4 separate regions of the Mus musculus genome follow, and regions 1, 2 and 4 are each linked to region 3. Evidence: chromatin contacts called from public HiChIP or PLAC-seq and promoter capture Hi-C data. All regions are on one chromosome and are shown on one strand. Each heading gives the region's core, a stretch centred on a gene start, on an enhancer-like site or on the middle of the called end of the contact. The rest is flanking DNA. Distances are from core to core; before and after follow the strand shown. Region 1 holds the start of Mafg (v-maf musculoaponeurotic fibrosarcoma oncogene family, protein G (avian)). Region 2 has its middle 26 kb from the start of Rptor. Region 3 holds the start of Tepsin (TEPSIN, adaptor related protein complex 4 accessory protein). Region 4 has its middle 7.9 kb from the start of Gm39484.

Region 1 (3,088 bases), core at 37-2,536, 530 kb after region 3:
AGTCAGTAAACAGCCATTCAGCCACACCCCACAAAACTGTCACCTCCCAAGAGTCTCCAGACACCCAACAGGGCACACACACTTTTTGGTAACTCCAGGCAACAGTGGGACCCCAAACTCTTCTGAAAGGAATAACATTGGGATAAATAAAACTACATCTTCTACTCCATGGTTGCACCTCAAAAACTCTCACCAGCTGCCTAGATCCACACTCTGCTCTCCTTAGCTGGTTAGAGCTGCCCCAGCTTCTTTCAAGCCACAGACCCTTCTCCCCCTGCCTCCCGGTCTTCCCCATCTAGGACCGACGAAGCCTGGCCATTCAGGGTCACAGAGAAGGAAAGCTTGCTTCCCAGACGAGCTGGCTCGGCCCACCTAAGCTCCTCCCCTCAGCGTACACCGATCGGTCTCCGGGTTTGGGGAACTGCCCCAGTTGTGGGACCCGGGCCAGGAGCCCAAGAACCAGGCAAGGATGCGCACGCCCGGGGCTTTACCTTCCACCCCGGGAGAAACCTGCGGCGCGCCCCTGCAATGCCTCCTTCGGAGCCTTTGCCTCCAACTCACAGGTCTGTCAAACTTAAACACGACCCCGGATCCCGGCCCGACCTTCACCACCCGGATCGAGCCCTGTCTCCCGACTAGACCGGCCGATAGCGGGCCCCGGCCCCCCGCCCTGGCCCAGCGTCAGCAGGAGCACCGAGTGACCTCATGCTGATGACTCAGCACGTCTCCGCTGGGCTCGCACCCGCGTGGCGAGCCCAAGCCGCGCAGCAGGGTCTCCCCGCCGCCTCCCCTGTGGGCCCGCGCGCGACCCCGCCCGCGCGGAAGCCGACGGACACCTGATGAGTCAGCAGCTCGGTGCGGCCACCCCGCTGACCCGGGCAGACGCGCGCAGCTCGCCCTTAAATCGCGCCCCCCGCAGGGCACCCGGGGTCCGCCGCCGCGCGCACGCCCGTCCCCAGCCTCGCGGTCGCCCGGTCCGCCGGCTCTAGGGGGACACAGGCGAACAGCCGGCTGGCGGGGAAACCAAGGCACGCGCTGCCGTCGGGTGCGCCGCAACCCCGAGGCCAGGCCCCGCCGCCCGCCCCAGCCCCGCGCACTCACCACACTGCGGGCCCGGGCGGGCCAAGGCGGGGCTGGGGCGGGGCCGCGCGCGCGCGCTCCGGGGCTGCGCGGGGCTGGGGCGGGCGCGAAGGGTCCGGGCCGGGGGCTTAGGAGGACTGGCCGCCTGCGCGGGCCGGGCCAAGCGCGCTGGGAAGGCCGGGCCGGACCGGGCTCAGAATCCGCCGCCGCCGCCGCTCCTCAGACGTCACATGATGTTTGGTCACGTGGGTTCCATTCATGAAGCGGCGACGCGGCTGGCCTAAGCTTAAAGGGAAAGGCGAGGCGGCAGCAAGGCGAGCGCGCCCCCATCACGCCTGCGCAGCCCCGCGCCGTTGCCCTTGGCAACGCCCGCCGCGCCCTGGCAATGTCTCGCGGGAGTCGTCCCGGCGCTCGCCGGGTTGACCGTGCTCCTGCAGAGACAGGTTCTACGGAGTGGCCCCAACTCGGATGCCTCTAGCTCCCTCCCGATCTCCACACCAACTCAGACCGAGGTCTATGGGAGGTTTGTTTGATTTTCTTCACTTGGATGCATAGTTTCACTGTACAGCGAGCAGACTGGATTTCAATTCCCTGAGATGCTCCTGCCTCGGCCCCCTGAAAGCGGAACTCACAGATGAGCGTCACCACGCGGGAACCTATTTGCTGTTTTGAAGGTGTGACACAGTGATTTAGTTCCTTACCCCGTTCTGCTGCGACGTCCTCATTCTAAATGGGTCAGCAGTCTGAAAAGGACACGGCTGTTGAGGGGCACAGCCCCAACCCCAGCTCAGATCCCCAAACTATCCACGATGACACGAAGGCTTGGAGGACGCTCACTAATGATTCTAATCTCCGGAGGGTGCTAGGGGCTTCACCTGCGGCCGTGGACCATCTCTTCGGGTAGTGTGCGTGCACTGTAGGAGTTGTGCACTTTGCCCAACCCTTCTCTGCCGCATTTGAAACTACTTTGGGTGCATTCTGCTGCTACTTTTTCTGTGAGACTTCTCGCTGCTGTTGAAAAAGTAAAAAAGAAGGAAAGTAGGAGGGATCAAGTTTTCATTTCGAGGTTCTGAACGTTCTATTTGACCCTGTCTTCTCTGGGAATCGTGAAAAGGTGACTCGTTCTGTAACATAGGTGACAAGGAAAAGGGGGTAAGCAGGCTGGAGGGGGCCTGTGTGTGTCCTTTGTGTCAAATTTGGTTTCTTGAGACAAGGTTTAGACCAGGCTGGCCCCAAACTCTCAGAGATCCGACTGCCTCTGCCTCTCTAGTGCTGGGATTAAAAACATGTGCCACCACACCCAGCCTCAAAAAGTAATTCTTTACATTGTATTTCTTTGGGGAGTGGGGGGGGGGGAGCTTTTATCTTTCACTGGCTGTAGCCAGAGTCTCAGAATACAGAGAATTACTCCTTATGCCTTGTGGTGGTTTGAATAGAAATGGCCTGCATGAATTCTAAATGCCGTGTCTAAATGCTTGGCCCATAGGGAATGGCACTATTAGGAGGTGTGGTCTTGTTGGAAGACGATTGTCTCTGTGGGGACAGGCTTTGAGGTCTTATATACTCAAGCTATGCCCGTGTGTGACTTACAGTTTCTTGCAGCCTTCAGAATGCAGAACTCTAACTAAGCCCATCCTCCAGCAGCAAGTCGGCCCTGATTCAGTCTTGCTACTCTCCATGACAATAATGGATTAAACCTCTGAAAGCGTAAGCCAGACCCAATGAGATGTTTTCCTTTAGAAGAGCTGCCGAATGGAGTCTCTTCATGGCAATAAAACCCCTGAGACAAGACCTCTGGGTTTCTGTTACTTATCTTCATCCTCCCTCCCTTTGTTCTTGTTCTAGTTATGAGATAGGGTCTTAGTCTATAGGCTCTGTTGGTCAGCAGCAACCCTCCTGCTTCAGCCTCCCAAATGCTGGGACCACAGCCATGAGCTCCCACATCCGCTTTGTTCTTTCTTTCTTTCTTTCTTTCTTTCTTTCTTTCTCTCTTTCTTTCTCTCTTTCC
Region 2 (2,742 bases), core at 164-2,663, 520 kb before region 3:
CTCTCAGCTCCTCCTGTACCATGCTTGCCTGGATGCTGCCATGCTCCCGCCTTGATGATAATGGACTGAATCTCTGAACCTGTAAGCCAGCCCCAGTTAAATGTCCTTTATAAGACTTGCCTTGGTCATGGTGTCTGTCACAGCAGTAAAACCCTAAGACAATAGCCATTTGCAAATAACAAATGTAGTTTTCTCCAAGAAAGTCTCACTGGGGAAACAAATCATTCCTAAAACTTTATTTATTTGTTTGTTTATTTATTATAAACACACTGTAGCTGTCTTCAGACACACCAGAGGGGCATCAGATCTCGTTACAGATGGTTGTAAGCCACCATGTGGTTGCTGGGATTTGAACTCATGACCTTTGGAAGAGCAGTCAATGCTCTTAACCGATGAGCCATCTCTCCAGCCATGAAACAAATCACTCTTAAAGGTCGGCCCCAAGCCCAGCTGTAGATGGCCAACATGAAACAAACTCAACAGTTTCTCTCTCTCTCTCTCTCTCTCTCTCTCTCTCTCTCTCTCTCTCTCTCTCTCTCTGTCTCTCTCTCTCTCTCTCTCTCTCTCTTTCCTTTTTTGGTTTTTCCAGACAGGGTTTCTCTGTATAGCCCTGGCTGTCCTGGAACTCACTCTGTAGACCAGGCTGGCCTCGAACTCAGAAATCCGCCTGCCTCTGCCTCCGGAGTGCTGGGATTAAAGGCGTGCGCCACCACGCCCGGCAGCAGTTTCTTTGTCTCATAATGTTAAGTCATAAGTGAGGGCTATTTATTTATTTATTTATTTAGTTAGTTAGTTAGTTTTGAAACAGGATCTTGCTTTGTAACCCTGGCTGGCCTGAAACCCTGTGAAGACTAGGCTGGCTGGAGTTTACAAAGATCTGCCCACCTTTACCCCCTCCCCCCCCCCCCATTGCCTCAGGCAGGAGTGCTGGGTTCAAAGGTGTGTGCCACCACACTCACTTATTCTAGGCCTTTATCTGCTGGGATCAGCCCTGCCCGCGTGAGCTGCTCTTCTCAGCAAGCACTGAGGTATAAATGCAAATCTCATCTTTAAAAAACACATCCAGGGGGCCTGGAGAGAGGTTCAGCACCAGGAGCTGAGAGGAAGAACCCTGCAGAGGACAAGGGGGGTCCTGAACCCCAGGAGGCCTCAGGACTTCAGTTCTGACTCCACCGAGGGTCAGTCTCTGGCACTGGCTGTGGCTGCTTCTGATGAACAGCCTTAATAGCAGGCTTGGAAACGGGCCCAGAAATCTGAAATTCCATAATGATTGGAGATTATTTGGATCCAGCTCCCGGGAACTTTATGATGCTAAAATAGAGTTGGACCTTCACATCCCTGAGGTGTAGGGCTGAGATACTCAGATCTTAATTCTGAATGCCGCCAAGTCCCTGCTGGCCCCTCTCCTGTCCTTTTTAAAGGGTGATGACGCAGGACCTGCCTTTTAACCCTTGGTATTTACCCTCAGCAGGCAGCTCTCGAGTCCTATCTCAAACTTGCTAAAGTAAATGCTGTGCCCTTTTCAGAGAGCTGTCATGTATAACAAACTGCCACTGTGTCTCCCGTTCCTGCCCCCCAGCGAGCCCTGCAGGGGCATCTGCTGGCATGTGGGGCAGCTGTGCTCTGACAGTGAGCTTGTGTGTCTCTGGCAATCCCTCCCCATCCCTTCCCAGGTGCTGCATTAACATTCCTGGGAGACACAGCGGGGAAATCCTATCACCCTAGATGGGCAGCAGTGACAAGCCAGAGCACGATTTCACTGAAGTCTGACTTAAGTGAGACCAGTGAACTTTTGGGTTTGCTTACAGAGAACAGGTAAGGGGTTACTTACTGGAGCATGGGTGACCCCCAAATGCCTGCATCCCCCCCATCATGAGGCCTCCTTTTAAATTAACTCTCTGCTTGCAGTATAGCCCAGCATCTCCAAAAATTAGCTAAAAGAGATAGCTCAGACTGTCATTGTTCCCTGGATGAGGGGAAAGAGGAGGTGTCTTCAGCTGATCAGAGAACTACCAGATCCCAGGTCAGGGGTTCATTACTGTCATCACAGACTTGGCTACTGTGACATTATTCTGCTTTGGTGTCATGGCTATGAGTCAAAGTCCAAGGTGGCATCTTGCTATGCCCAGAGGTAAAAGGGCTGTACAGAACCAGACCAGAAGTCCAGCTATGTTGCTCTAGAGCTAGGTCCAGAGTCGGTTCTGTGTTCTAGGCACAGCCAAGAGAAGCAGGCATTCACCGGTGTCTGCAGGCATCAGTCATATTGCTGGACCAGACTGAGGAGGATAGGGGAACAGAGACCCATGACTGTAACTTTAATCCTTTTTTCAAGTCCTATTTTTAATGATGGTTCTTAAATGTTTTAACCTCCCTTTTATCCCATCACCCACCAGAGGTAGTGGAAAAGAAAGGATATGGAGGAAGTTATAAGAGTTATGTTGTCCTTATGAGAGTTGTTTAGAAAGGTTCTTTGGAGCAACTCCCATCTGTGTAGTCTGGAAATCGGCAGATTAGTTCACAGGACAGCAGGCAGCGGCAGTTCCATTCACTCACAAACACTTCATGGATACACTAGCAGTCTAGTTTGGTAGAGTCAGGTTAGCAATATCAGTGATACAAACTAGCAGAGACAGCCAAGCCTCAGCCTCAGCTTGAGTCAGCAGGAGGGACCAACAGGAACACCAGGAGAAGTTCTCAGCTGTGCCTCTCTCAGGGAAGCGAAGATCAGTGAAGACTCAAGAC
Region 3 (2,963 bases), core at 35-2,534:
ATGTCAGGATCCCCTCCGTACTAAACACTAAACCCACCAATGGGAACAGTGCAGAAGGATACTGGCGATCTCTTCAAACAGGTAGCCTGGACATGGGATGCTATCATCTGAGGTCCCCTTCAACAGGATGGGGAGCTGTAGGGGAATGAGGGCCATGGTGAGCTGCCATCTTAGACAGGGTAGGTCCCAGCCACTGAAGGGAATGGAAGCAAGCCTCATGCTGACTGGGGCTAAAACTGCCCAGGAGAGAGTCTGGGCAGGGCCACAGTCACCCTAAGGGCCACAAAGCAGAGCTGCAAACAGGCTCTGCTCTGGCATGGAGGAGTGACCCGGGAAAGAGGAAAATCAACAAAGGTTCTCTAACGAGGTCAAGATGAGGTTCAGCCCCTGCCTCCTACACTAAGTAACAGCAACAGAAAGAATCTCAGGGCTTTCTGTGCATTGGATGGGTGAGACTACTGGGTACAGACCCAAAGAGTGAGAACCGCTCAGCTTGGGGACTTTAAGGTTCCTTGAAGATAGCAAACTTCCATCTTATTGAGTCATGAATCAGCTTGGTTGTGCTTGCTTACTTACTTCCTTGCGTGTCCCTGCAAGCCTATGGTGTTTACTTGGTTGAAATCTGGGAACACCTCATCTCATCCATCAGTATCTGGATGAGAGGGCGAGGTTTAGGAACATTTAAGACAAGTATGTCTTCACCGTGCTATTTGTCTACAGTGCCTTCAAGGGGATCTGTAGGGAGGGAGCTGCACAGTTCAGTACTTCAGATCTTGTCCCAGACTTGAGTGATCTGATCTCTTGTAGCAGGGACTCTTAAAAGCCTAAGAAGGGTCCCTGGGGCCACTCAGTGCCCTCAAGATCCAGTCAGAAAGCTCAAGGCAATCAATTTATTGCAGTCAACAGCTGGCAGCAGGCTCCGCTCTCGCCACCCCGTGGCTATGGCCTTCCAGATGCCCCCTGTCCCCCAGAGATGTACGAGCTTCCAGGATCTTCTGAAATGAAGCCTGGGGAGAGCCGATGGGCCCCGCTGGAGATCGCCCGCCGCCCTTGGGGTTAACCTTCTGCTATCACGGCAGGCACACTCATTCTCGGCAGCTGCTGGACAGTGTCTGTCCCCGCTAATCTAGCGAGGTTCCCGGGCGCCGGAGGTCAGCACACCCGGCGAGTTTCACTCACCCTATGCAAGAAGCTCAAGCGGTCCCGCAGGGGCGGCACAGCTGCCATGGTCCAGGTAACCTCCCAAACTGCCCCGCTTCCGCCAGGCTTCGATCCTCCAATCGTCGCGCTCCTCTCGCTCCCCCGACCAATCGCTCGCAAGGGGCGGGCACGAAGGCGGGAACATCTGCGTCTCAGCCAATCCAAAGTCTCAGCAAGAGACGGACAAGAACGGCGACCAATTACAGAAGCACAGGACTGTGACTCTGACCAACCAGAAAATAGGATAGGCGGAGAGTCCGGATGTTCACGCGTTCGACTCCGGAAGAGGCAGGGCCCAAGATGGCGGCGCCCTCGAGAGCCTAAAAGGACCGCTCATGTCTGTGAACGGAGCGGTGTGGGGGCGTGTGCGGAGCCGTTTCCGAGCCTTCCCCGAGCATCTGGCGGCCTGTGGAGCTGAGGTACGGAGCGAACGGAGCGGAAGCGGAAGCGGGATGGGTGGCGACTCGGGTCAGGTCCCTGTACTGTCCCGTCTTCCCTCAGGCCTCGGCTTATGGCAAGTGCGTGCAGGCGTCCACCGCCCCAGGAGGCCGCCTGAGTAAGGACCTCTGCGTTCGCGAGTTCGAGGCCCTGCGGAGCTGCTTCGCCGCCGCGGTAGGTGGGCGTGTCCCTGCTACGTCATCTCTGTCTGGCGTCCTCTTTTCCGCCAAGCAACTCCAGTGACAAGGGGACAGGGCCTCCAGTTAGCTGTTGGCGTCTTGCCGATGGGCAACCCGATGAGACCGACCCCAGCTCCACTTGGTTTCTCCCAGCAATTCCTGCTAGATGCCAGGGCAGTGTCCTGCTAGGCACGCACCCCTGACGCACCCTGTCCCCGAGGAGTAAAGTGCAAGGTCCGCAGCAGGTTCTCCCTGCAGCACGGAAGCGATGCTGAGAGCCGCTTGGGTTCTTGATCCTGGCCTTTTTGCCCATGACCCCTCCACTAGAGCTAGGGTCGGTGGTTAAGAACCCAGGGTGACAGACACACTGCATCAGAAGCAGGTCCACAGTAGCCTCGGCGGGAATGAGGAGCAGTGTTTGAGTTGACTACAGCCCAGCCTCACCTACATACAGCCTTTGGTTTCCCGGCAGAGGCTGTTCAGTCGTCAGGTGTTGCGCTTTTCTTGTTCCTTCTAACTTGACACAAGCCTTTACTCTTGTGGTTGGTGGCCAGCAGCTGTCATTGAAACCCTAAACACACTCCTAATGCTCAGAGTTTCTGCTGTCCCTGCCACCCTCTCTGTGGCTGACCAGAATTGTGTGACTCCATCTGCTGCTTTGCCTGGACCAGATAAAGGCACCCCCCTGTGGTTCCCCCTCCATCCCTGCCCATCTCATAACAGAAACTCTCAGTCACAGGGGCCAGGCGTCCTCTGTAGGTGAGCCCAGGCTGGGACCCCCCGAGACACACTAGCATCTCAGTTCTTTAGCGTGGTTGGGATAAGGTGGCATTTGATGTGGTAGATGTCTTGCTTTAAGCCATATCTAAACTGGAAATAAGTCACTGAAACAAAATGCTTTCTCTTCCAGGCCAAGAAGACCATGATGGGAGGCTCCTAGGAAGAGCGGTGGGCGTGGAGGCCCTGTCCTGACAGCACGCATATGGGCAGCAGAGTTCCTGCTGTGTAATGGTTCCTCCCACCCTGAACCATGGGCAGGCAGGGCAGGGCTGTTTCCCGGCAGTGTGTACATGAGGATCTGGATTTGGTTGAGATGTAACATGAAGATGATTTAATTTTGTATAGTTTCAGACTTTTATATATAAA
Region 4 (2,820 bases), core at 58-2,557, 580 kb before region 3:
CTCCTCCAAAGGGAACCAGGAGGAACAGTGGACTGGAGCCATGCAGAGTCACCCTGGTTTCAGTCAGACCCTCAGATGCAAGCTAAGCAAAGCAGAAGTGGGTCCTCAGGACTTCATGCAGCTTGGTCTCTGAGGTCCTAGGAAAAAGCCATGCTACCTCCTAGACATCCTCTTCCTCCGCTGACAAGGAACAGTATGATTAAGGCTCCATTATTAACTTGCCAATCTTATTTCTGGGGCACAGCCGCTAACAGCTTAGGGGACCCACTTGGCATATAACGAGGTCTCCATGACAAATTACTTGGCTATCAATTAACTATCTGGGGAAATGTCATGCAGGATCCGTCATGCTGGCAGGGGAGAGAGAGCCAATTAACCTGGAGCAGTCAGTCCAATCCATACTCAGCCTCCAGCAGGGCTGGAAATGAGGCGAAGGAGCCTGCAGGGGCCCACAGTGGGCAGAACCTTCCCACCACCCCAGACGGACACAGGCTCCGTTCCTTCGTTCATAACATGGTCACTGGTCATGTGGCCGAAAAGGTCTCGGCTGAGGGGACCAATGGTTGGGTTAGACCATCTCTGGGAGGGATAACTGCACTGCCAGTGTCCATTGCTTAACATGTGACCGCAGGAAGCAAAGGGTCACCCACATCCTCAAGGTAAAGGGGACAAACGGCAGAGCTGTGAGATAAAGGGGTGGATGGACCCCAGAAACACAGCGCTGGCGACAGAGAAGCAGAGAACAGCCAGGATACTGCCTACGGACAGGTTACAGCACACTTGGCACATGGGACCATTGGCAGCACACTGGCAGCTACCGGCAGAATCCTGGCAACCTTCAAGGCTCTGGGATGCTCTGAGTCTTTCTGGAGTGACCCACTGCACCTCTAGCTAAATTTGACTGCCTCCCTTGCTCTGGCAGGTGCAGGCTTGGCCCTGACTCCTGAAGGCCAGGGCGGGTGTCCTGGGAGTAGGACAGAGTCATCCCGGACGAAGTGCGCGACCCCCTCAGCTGGCATTATAAGCCACAAAGATGGAGGGCTCTGGTGACTCTGGGCCATTACTGCCTGTACCTTTGGAGATCTGGCTTTGCTTTTAGAAAGGCCCTCTGGGTGCTAGGGGTGCCCACTCAGAACAGCAGCCCAGACCCTGACCCACCACACCCTTCGGCTTTGTCCGCGCCACTCAGCCAACCAGTGATTGGCAGCTGCCACTGCCCCGCCCCCAAACCTCATGCCTATTCATGACACTGACATATGGCACCTCCGTGGGGGGCTGAAGGGATCTGCTAGTTGAGAGAGTGCAGCTTGTCCCCATTCGAGCCCTGCTGAAGCAAAACAAATGCAAGATGCGAGGGGAGCAGAGGCGGCCCGGAGGCGTGTGCGCGCCTGTCGGTGAGCCTGTGTCTGCACACTCGCCCTGCAGGGACGCTGCGAGGGGGATGCAGGGTGAACCGGGGAGGATGGAAGGACTGGGCCTTCAGAGCCTCCTGGTTCTCCGCCGTGGGGTCCTGAGGAATCTGGCTGTCTGCCCATTGCCCCAGGCAGGCTTACACAATGAATTTTCCTCTCTTACACTGAGCACTGGGCTACAGACCGTGGGGCTATACCAGAGGTCTATATCAGAGGTCTGCAGCCCCAACAGAAGCAGATCTTTGGGAATGACAGTTCTAGCATCAGTCCAGAGGACTCCAGGCTCAACCCGAGTCTTGTCTTTTTATCTTTTCATTGTGTACTGGGATAGTGTCTCCCTTTGTTGCCCATGGCCGGGAACTCCTGCCTCCGCTCCCAATTACAGGTGTGTACCACCATGCTTTGGAGGTGCTGTGGCCCACAGAGGTCCTGTCTCACGTCTGGCTCCTCTTCCATTACCCTCTTCCTGAGGCTGAAGAAGTAGGTTTGGCTTTCAGACATCCTTGGCAGGGATGAGGCTAAGGGCTCTTTTTCCCAGTCTAGGCCTGGAAACCAACTTGGTATGTATATCCTAGAAATGCCATTGGATCCAGGACCTGCCTGTCCTCACTGTGCAAAAAAACGCCTCTGGCCACAGCCCCTGCCCTGATGGGACGGGCCCAGGTTGATTGGGCACTGGGCCGACTATGTTTCAGGCACCGCTGTGCATTGAGGCATCTGCTGCCACCATCTCCGGGCAGATGGCTTCCAGTGAGCTAAGTGTGTGCGGGGGAAGGGGTGCCATAGGAACCCCTTCCCGCAGGGAGCTTGGGGGCGGGAGAGGCAGGCACCCGCTAGAGCGAGCAGGGAGCAGACCACATCTGAAGGAGAGGCTGGGACCACACGAGTTCTGAGTGGGGTAAAGCCAATGAGTTTGTGGAGTCCCTGCCCATCCTCGGAAGAGAGGTGAGGTATCTCATGGAGCAGGGTTAGCCTTTCCCAGCAAACCTGGCTGGGTGGTCTTGGGTGACTTCTTTCTTTCAGGTTCCCAATGCCTGACAGAAAACCATCCTCAGACATCTGCCAGCTCCCAAACTTGAAGCTTCAGTAGGATGAGGGTGTCACCAGCACACAGACACTTGTCTGTTAGGGGGTGGTACAGTGAAGACACACTGGCACACCCTACCAGGCTCACCCAAGGCTCCCTGAGGGCTAGTCTTTGTGCTGTGTTAGTTGAGGTCACGGTGCTGGGCAGGGTTCTTTACCAACTGTCCCTAGCCACACCGGCAGCAACTGGAACCACAGGGGCGAGGGGCTGCCCAGTCTTCTGGCCAGGACACTAGCTGGGGTCAGAAATCCACTTCTCTCCCGGCTATCCCCAAAGCCATGTCTACTGCACTCAGGACTTACAGAAGAGCCAGGAACCTCA

Evidence for each region. Promoter capture Hi-C pulls out the DNA fragments that hold promoters and counts their contacts. HiChIP or PLAC-seq counts read pairs in DNA pulled down with a chosen protein or histone mark.
Region 1: a contact with region 3 is called in a FOXA1 HiChIP or PLAC-seq map of pancreatic cancer cells. The contact joins the promoter of Mafg here to the promoter of Tepsin in region 3. A contact is called at or near these places in 1 of 39 promoter capture datasets (pre-B cells), 1 of 484 Hi-C or Micro-C datasets (CD4 T cells), 1 of 115 datasets of contacts at active chromatin or transcription factors (pancreatic cancer cells) and 1 of 9 other capture datasets (adipose tissue).
Region 2: a contact with region 3 is called in a promoter capture Hi-C map of liver, with 2.5 times the contacts expected there. The contact joins the enhancer-like site here to the promoter of Tepsin in region 3. A contact is called at or near these places in 2 of 39 promoter capture datasets (embryonic stem cells and liver) and 3 of 115 datasets of contacts at active chromatin or transcription factors (bone marrow-derived macrophages and embryonic stem cells).
Region 4: a promoter capture Hi-C map of hippocampal neurons shows a contact between it and region 3, with 2.5 times the contacts expected there. The contact joins the enhancer-like site here to the promoter of Tepsin in region 3. A contact is called at or near these places in 10 of 39 promoter capture datasets (the 3T3-L1 cell line, 3T3-L1-derived adipocytes, the C10 cell line and 5 more), 2 of 484 Hi-C or Micro-C datasets (B cells and cerebral cortex), 7 of 115 datasets of contacts at active chromatin or transcription factors (bone marrow-derived macrophages, embryonic forebrain, embryonic stem cells and 4 more) and 3 of 9 other capture datasets (embryonic stem cells, liver and macrophages).

Annotation. Positions count from the first base shown.
Region 1 is chr11:120,632,261-120,635,348 of GRCm38.p6, forward strand. Mafg (v-maf musculoaponeurotic fibrosarcoma oncogene family, protein G (avian)) reads right to left here and starts at 1,287. Exons shown (of 3, transcript NM_010756.3): 1 at 1,102-1,287. Gm17586 (predicted gene, 17586) reads left to right here and starts at 1,490. Exons shown (of 3, transcript NR_165823.1): 1 at 1,490-2,232.
Region 2 is chr11:119,575,833-119,578,574 of GRCm38.p6, forward strand. No RefSeq gene overlaps it. Among named protein-coding and RNA genes, the nearest start is that of Rptor, 26 kb to the right of the region's middle. Within about 2 kb of position 1,414, at least 12 of the 459 cell types and tissues checked have an H3K27ac peak or open chromatin away from gene starts, as enhancers often do. A contact at or near this core is called in liver, where this site is marked.
Region 3 is chr11:120,097,447-120,100,409 of GRCm38.p6, forward strand. Tepsin (TEPSIN, adaptor related protein complex 4 accessory protein) reads right to left here and starts at 1,285. Exons shown (of 13, transcript NM_183137.2): 1 at 1,180-1,285; 2 at 63-135. The coding sequence starts at 1,227. Ndufaf8 (NADH:ubiquinone oxidoreductase complex assembly factor 8) reads left to right here and starts at 1,488. Exons shown (of 3, transcript NM_001110242.1): 1 at 1,488-1,619; 2 at 1,702-1,812; 3 at 2,728-2,963. The coding sequence starts at 1,536. The coding sequence ends at 2,757.
Region 4 is chr11:119,513,879-119,516,698 of GRCm38.p6, forward strand. No RefSeq gene overlaps it. Among named protein-coding and RNA genes, the nearest start is that of Gm39484, 7.9 kb to the right of the region's middle. Within about 2 kb of position 1,308, at least 72 of the 459 cell types and tissues checked have an H3K27ac peak or open chromatin away from gene starts, as enhancers often do. A contact at or near this core is called in cerebral cortex, embryonic forebrain, forebrain and 1 more, where this site is marked.